Linked DNA regions of Macaca mulatta: region 2 is linked to region 1. A link is a contact called in public Hi-C data. All regions are on one chromosome and are shown on one strand. The core of a region is the stretch at or near the end of the contact, and the rest is flanking DNA. Distances in the headings are between cores, read along the strand shown. Region 1 holds the start of ATMIN (ATM interactor). Region 2 holds the start of C20H16orf46 (chromosome 20 C16orf46 homolog).

Region 1 (3,049 bases), core at 67-2,566:
GAAACTTGCCATTGTAATGACTGAGAGATTATGACTTAATAGGTCTGGGGTGGGGTTGGACATCTGGATTTTTAATAAGCTTGTCACAGATGTGTCCCGGGGTTGAAAATTACAGCCCCGTTTTGCATAACATGGAGGGTTGTTCAGACTATTGTCATGGTGTATTTACTGTGTCCCCCTCTTAGAGAAGAGCCACAGGGGCAATTTCCCTTAGGTCTCAATCCTGAGCTGATCTTACCAACACCGTGAAACTGACCGATGGTGTTTAGAGGCAAACCTACCGCCCCTTTAAAACATTTTTTTATTCTTAATCGACACACAGTAATCATTCCTACTGATGGGGCGCAGTGTGCAGCATGGATGCACATACACATTGCACAGTGATCAAGTCTGAGTATTTAACGTGTCCTTGACCTCAAACGTATTGTCTCTTGGTGGTAAGAACATTTAAAACCCTCTCTTCTAGTTATTTTGGCACATACAGTCCACTGGGCAGCACCTAAGGGCGGAATTGTGGGTGTGGTGGCAAGCACAGGGCTTCAGAACCAGAGGCCCCGGTTTAAAGCCCCGCATCACCTAGGTTGTTGCATAATCTGTTTCTCATTAATATAATGGAGACGACGCGTCCGTCGCCAAACTGCAGTGAGAAGTCACGGGCAAAAACGTGTAAAATGCCTGGGCCGGCGCCCGGCACAACCCTCGGGGCCAGGGAACCGGCGCGTGTGGCAGACCCGGGGCTCCCGGCTCCTCCTCCCCGCCAGAGGCCGCACCTGCGGGGCCAGTCGCGAGGGTTCGACAGCCGCCTCCGGCCGGGGCGGGCAGACGCCGGCGGGGCAGCGGCGGCGCGCAGGGCGCTCGTCCCCCCGAGGCCGGGTTCGCGCGCCGGCGCCGGGCGCTTTGTTGGAGCCAGGCCCAGCTGCCCGGGCCGCCGGCCGCCGGCCGCGTCGGGCTCACCTGCAGGCGGTGGCTCTTGACCAGGTGCATGTTGAGCGCGGGGCTGTTGGGCAGGATCTTGCCGCAGCCGCGCACGGTGCACAGGATGTTGGTCCGCACGGCCCGGGACAGCTCACTCACCGACGGCTGGATCAGCTCCCCAGCCGGCGGCGCGGGGGCCGCGGGCTGCTGCGTCGCCCCCGCGGGCCGCGGCCGGCTGCCCCTCAGTCGGGGTCCCGGGGGCACCCACGGGCCCGAGGCGGCGGCGGCGGCTCCTCTCGTGGCCACCGGGACGGCCCGGGCACCCGCCGCCAGAGCCGCTGACCCCGCCGCCGCCGCCTCCGAGGCCGCCATGGTTCCCGCACGGACGCGGGGCCCAGCTTGCAGGCCCCGCCCCCGCCGCAGCCACTTCCGGCAGGGGGCGGGGCCGCCAGGCTCATTAGCATCCGGCGGGCCCAGGAGGCCGCGGCGCCTCCTGCCGGCTGCGGAGGGCGCGCCTTGGATGGAGAGGACTTTAGGTGAGGCCGCCAGGGGGCGAAATTTCACCTGCCAGCAGGTAAAAGGTATTGCCCCGCCCCTCTAATCGATCCATTCTTCCTAGGAACGTGGCTTCAGGCAGTAGTCAGATAAAAGAAAAATCAATACGTTGAGCAATGCGTTTACTTCCCAAAGATTAGAAACAACCCAAATATCTAGTGGCAGGTGAGGCAGAAGTACAGTAATTTCCGCCGTTTTTACCTAGGCCTTGCTGGGTACCAGGGAGGTCTAGTGGATACACTTCTCATGCTGTGTCTCATTTTGTCTTCAAAACGACTGTAGCGGGTATGTACTGTAACTTGCCCCACCGTGTGCAGAGAATGACATTTAGGCTTATATAAATTAACTTGACCTAGACCACACTATACAGATGAAAGGATTGTTATAATTGATGGGGTTAATCATTTTAGGGAAGCAGGATTTGCTTGCTTCTATTTTAGTTGCTGAAATTAGGATTACTGTTTGGGAGACACTGTAGTTCAGTATATGATTCCAAAACTTAAATACTTAGACTAGGTAGGTCATGTAAATGGACATAGGAGGCTGGGGTAGACAAAAGGGAGGGGTGAGGACTGCAGTGAAATTGGAAACACATCCTTTATTAAAAGGGGGCAGCTGCCACTCATCTTTGGCATGGCTAGAGTTTTATGTGAAAACTTCCAGCTTTTACATACTAGCAGCTATATTCGTTTTCTCTTGCTATTAACAAATTACCATATGCTTATTGCCTTAACACAAATTTATTATCTTCCAGCTCTGGAGGTCAGAAGAAATGAGTCTGCTGGGCTAAGATCAAGGTGTCAACAGGGCTGTATTTCTTCTGGAGGCTCCAGGGGAGAATCTGTTCACTTGCCTTTCCCAGCTTCTAGAGGTTGCCTACATTCCTTGGCTTATGGCCCCTTCCTCCATCTCCAGAATCAGTAACTGTGAGTTGAGTCTTCGTCACATCACATCACTCTGATTTCTTCAGTAGTGATCCGACTCTTCTATTCTTGAGGCCCCTTGTGATGACATTGGGCCCATTCAAATAATCCAGGATAATTTCTCCAACTGCCAAGTGCCTTTGCCTTGCAAGATAACTGTGATAATGTGAAGTATATATTTGGTCTTTGTCCTGGCATGCAACTCCTAAAATCCTTGGAATCAGCAAACTGATAAGTGTCTTTTTTACGCTAATTAGTTGACTGATGACTTGCAGTCCCTAGGTAGCTTTAGGATGGGACTGGTCATTGGAAAGACCAAGGTAGGATTAGAGGCTTGAGACTTTCAGCCCTCCCCCTCATCCTTTGGGAAGGAGACAGGGGCTGAAGCTTAAGCTGATCAATCATTTCTAGGTAATGAAGGCTCCATAAAATCCCAAAAGAACTGGGTTTAGAGAGCTTCCAGATAGCTGAACGCATGGAGTTTCCTGGAGGGAGGCACACTCAAAGAGGGCATGCATGGAAGCTCCATGTCCCTTCCCACAAGACTTGCCCTATGCATCTTTTCATCTGAATCCTTTGTAACATCCCTTTGCGAAGTCAGACTATGTGTTTTCCTGAGTTCTGTGAGCTGCTCTAGCAAATTAATTGAACATGAA
Region 2 (3,178 bases), core at 514-3,013, 39 kb before region 1:
ATGTTTCCACTCAATCATGCTATTGGGCTTTTACCTGCTAAATGCAGGAGTCGTTGGTGTGAAGGAAGTCAGTTTCTAGATCCTCCAACTTCCCCCATGTACTTGCTGTTAGGTTGCTGAATTAATATTCATTTAGCAAATCTTAAGTTAAGACTTTTGGTATACTTTCCAGAAACTTTATTCTAATTTGCAAGGTCTTGTACTGTTTCCCAGGCTGGAGTGCAGTGACACAATCATAGCCTACTGCAACCTTCAATTCCTGGGCTCGAGGGAGCCTCCTGCCTCAGCTGGGATTCCAGGTGTGCGCCACGGTGCCCAGCTGTTTTCAATAGATCTGAAGGAAGACCAAAACAAATTGTCAACTGATAAAACATTTAAATGTTTTTGGTTAATACTTACTAGCTTGAGATACTACTATAATAAAACCCCTTTTAGTTGCAACTTCCTATTTATGTGGACAAGGTACCTAAGCTTACACGTATGAAAAAAATTGGAATAGAATTATATATGAATCCGTCTCACTGGAGCAATCACGGTGCTAGAGAACTCAGATACCGATTTTTTTTTTTTTTTTTGAGACTGAGTTTTGCTCTCCAGGCTGGAGTGCAGTGGTATGCTCTCAATTCACTGCAACCTCCGCCGCCCGGGTTCAAGCCATTCTCCTGCCTCAGGCTCCCAAGTAGCTGGGATTACAGGTGCTCGCCACCACACCCGGCTAATTTTTGTATTTTTAGTAGACAGGGTTTCGCTATGTTGTCCAGGCTGGTCTCGAACTCCTGACCTCAGGTGATACACCCGCCTCGGCCTCCCAAAGTGCTGGAATTTCAGGCATGAGCCACCGCGCCCGGCCTAGATACCGGTTTTCTACAGCAGAAGTAGTCACACTTTCTAAAGCAGAGGGCTTTGGAGTCAGACCCGAGCTGGAGTGAAGGATGCCTTGCGATCTCTCTTCAGCAAGCTGTTGTTTTAGGGACGTGGGGCCACTTTCCTTTATTTGTATAAAAGATGCCAGTGCCCACTTCAGAGCTGTGCTGCTCCGGGCCAGAAGTTCAGCGAGTGTCCGTCGGCCCGGCGCTGTCACGTAAGTGGGCTCTTTGAGGTTCACAACGCGTCCTCCCGTGACGTTCTGGGCCTGTGAAGTGTGTCCATGGGAAACGCGCACGGCGGTTCCTCAGGGAGCCGAGGGAGACCCTGGCATCTACTAAACATCCTAGCAGGCAAAAGGGCGCTCCCACGGAACTCGCCGGCCCGAGGGCCCGGGTAGGCCTCCACCTCCACCTTCTCAGACCCTCATACGTTGGCCCTTCCGGCGGCAGCTTCCAGAGCGGGTAGGAGGTGCCACGAGCCGCCCCGCCTGTGCTTAGCTTTGTTGGGCTACGTCACTTCCGCCGCGGTCCCGCCCCCAGCGTGGCCGTAACTCAGGGCAACGGCCGGGCAGGCAGCGACCTGAGTCGCCCTCGCCCACGGGCCGGGACTAGCTGTCGCGAGGCCTTCCATCCGCTCGGCCCCACAGGTGGGTGTGAGCGGCCATTTCTCCATCCCTGGGGCAAGGCCCCGGACCACTCCAAAGGCGACAGAGCGAGAGGCCCTGCCTTGTTCGAAAGGAAGCGACCCTCTGACGCGGGGAATCGAAAGGCAGAGGCACTAAGGGCTGGGGCTGCCCCAAAGCGGACGGGGCCTGGGGAGGGGGCGGGATCTGGGGCGGTGGGCGGGGACTGAGGAGGAGCCGTTGGGGGCGGACCCTTAAGGGCGGATCCCTTTAAGGGCGGGTAGACGGAGGACAGGGATGAGTTCGAAAGGACAATCGAGAATGCTTTTCTGAATGGGATAGCTTGAAAGAAGGGCTGGCGTCTTTGTGGCACGGTAGGAACTGGCGGAGGAAGGGGAAGAGCTGGATGAGGAAAAAAGGCTCATGGAATGAGGAAAAAAGGCTCATGGAATGAGGGGAGGAGCCTGATGGGAAAGGGGTGGGGCCTGCAGGAAGGGGCGGAGCTAGATGAAGAGGTGGAGCCGAGCGTGATGAGCCTGGGTTTTAGGGGTGGCAGGTGGAGCGCGTGAGTTTGCTGACTTGTGCTTTGCTGTGGGCTGTAAGCTGTGTAAGAGCAGAGAAGACGGGTGCTGCTTTAATTTTTTATTCTCAGTGCTAGGTACTTAGTGAATTCATTAATGGGAGTTGAAAAAGGGGAAGTGTTTGAGACTGGGATTGGAATAGATGTGGTCTGATCCGGAGGGATGGTGTAGAAACTGCGCTCCTTGGCATCATTCTGTGAAATACTTGAGGTTCCTGTGACCTGTAGGCATATAATAAGCAGAAGGCATATATAATTAACAAGGAGGATAAAATTTATGCTCTTGAAAATATAAACAAATTGTGCAAATTGGGTGGCGCAGGTGCTTAACTTTGAGACAAAGTTTCGGTTTCTTCCAGTGTGTTTCTAAATGCGACTCCCACCTCATTTTCCTGTAGAAACTATGTTGTTCATGATCAGGATGCCCAGGTCAGTCTTCAGGACCTATTTAACTGGTTCATACAAGTGAAGATTGGTCTTGTATTAAGAAACTTAACTTCCACCATGGCTAACAGTATTTCTAATGATTATTCCTTCATTCAACATAGGTCGTTAAAGACCTGACCCACAGGAATGTTCATTCAAACTCCAAATGAGGCTGCCAGAAACTCATCTTTCTCTGGTTGGAATTTAAGATTCCTTTAAATCTATAGCTTCTAGGAAGATGAGGGTGTGTGGCACAGTGCAGAGCCAATAAGAAGCTGGGGCAAGCTGATAAGGAGTTTTGAAAGATTTCCATCTATCTGCTTTTGATATAAACAGTTTTGTTTGACTTAATACCCTGGGCCTTGGTTTCTTCTGGTCCATCAACATTTCCCCGCCCTTAGTGAATTAGGAATCTGTCAACCAGGTATAGGAATCTACAGTAAGATATTTGTAATCTGATTGTATAGACAGACTGGCAAACATGTGGCACTCTTTATTTTCTGGTAGACATAATTAATCAACCCCAGAAATTTTTCCTGCTGTAGTCAAATCGTAAGATCCTTCTCAATACAACGCTCTAGGTAGCCACTACTCGTTTGGAGGTGACATTTCAGAATTTTTTTTTTTTTTTTGAGACAGTCTCACCCTGTTAGCCAAGCTGGAGTGTAGTGGTGCGATCTCGG

Evidence for each region. A called contact is a pair of places that touch in the nucleus more often than the background predicts.
Region 2: a Hi-C map of fetal cortex germinal zone shows a contact between it and region 1, with 2.4 times the contacts expected there. The contact joins the promoter of C20H16orf46 here to the promoter of ATMIN in region 1. A contact is called at or near these places in 3 of 14 Hi-C or Micro-C datasets (CD4 T cells, cortical neurons and fetal cortex germinal zone).

What each region holds. Positions count from the first base shown.
Region 1 is chr20:76,424,207-76,427,255 of T2T-MMU8v2.0, reverse strand. It overlaps ATMIN (ATM interactor), which reads right to left and starts at 1,316. Exons shown (of 5, transcript XM_077986946.1): 1 at 1,285-1,316; 2 at 955-1,205. The coding sequence starts at 984. All of the region lies in intron 1 of C20H16orf46 (chromosome 20 C16orf46 homolog), which reads left to right.
Region 2 is chr20:76,463,357-76,466,534 of T2T-MMU8v2.0, reverse strand. C20H16orf46 (chromosome 20 C16orf46 homolog) reads left to right here and starts at 1,763. Exons shown (of 2, transcript XR_013412237.1): 1 at 1,763-1,863.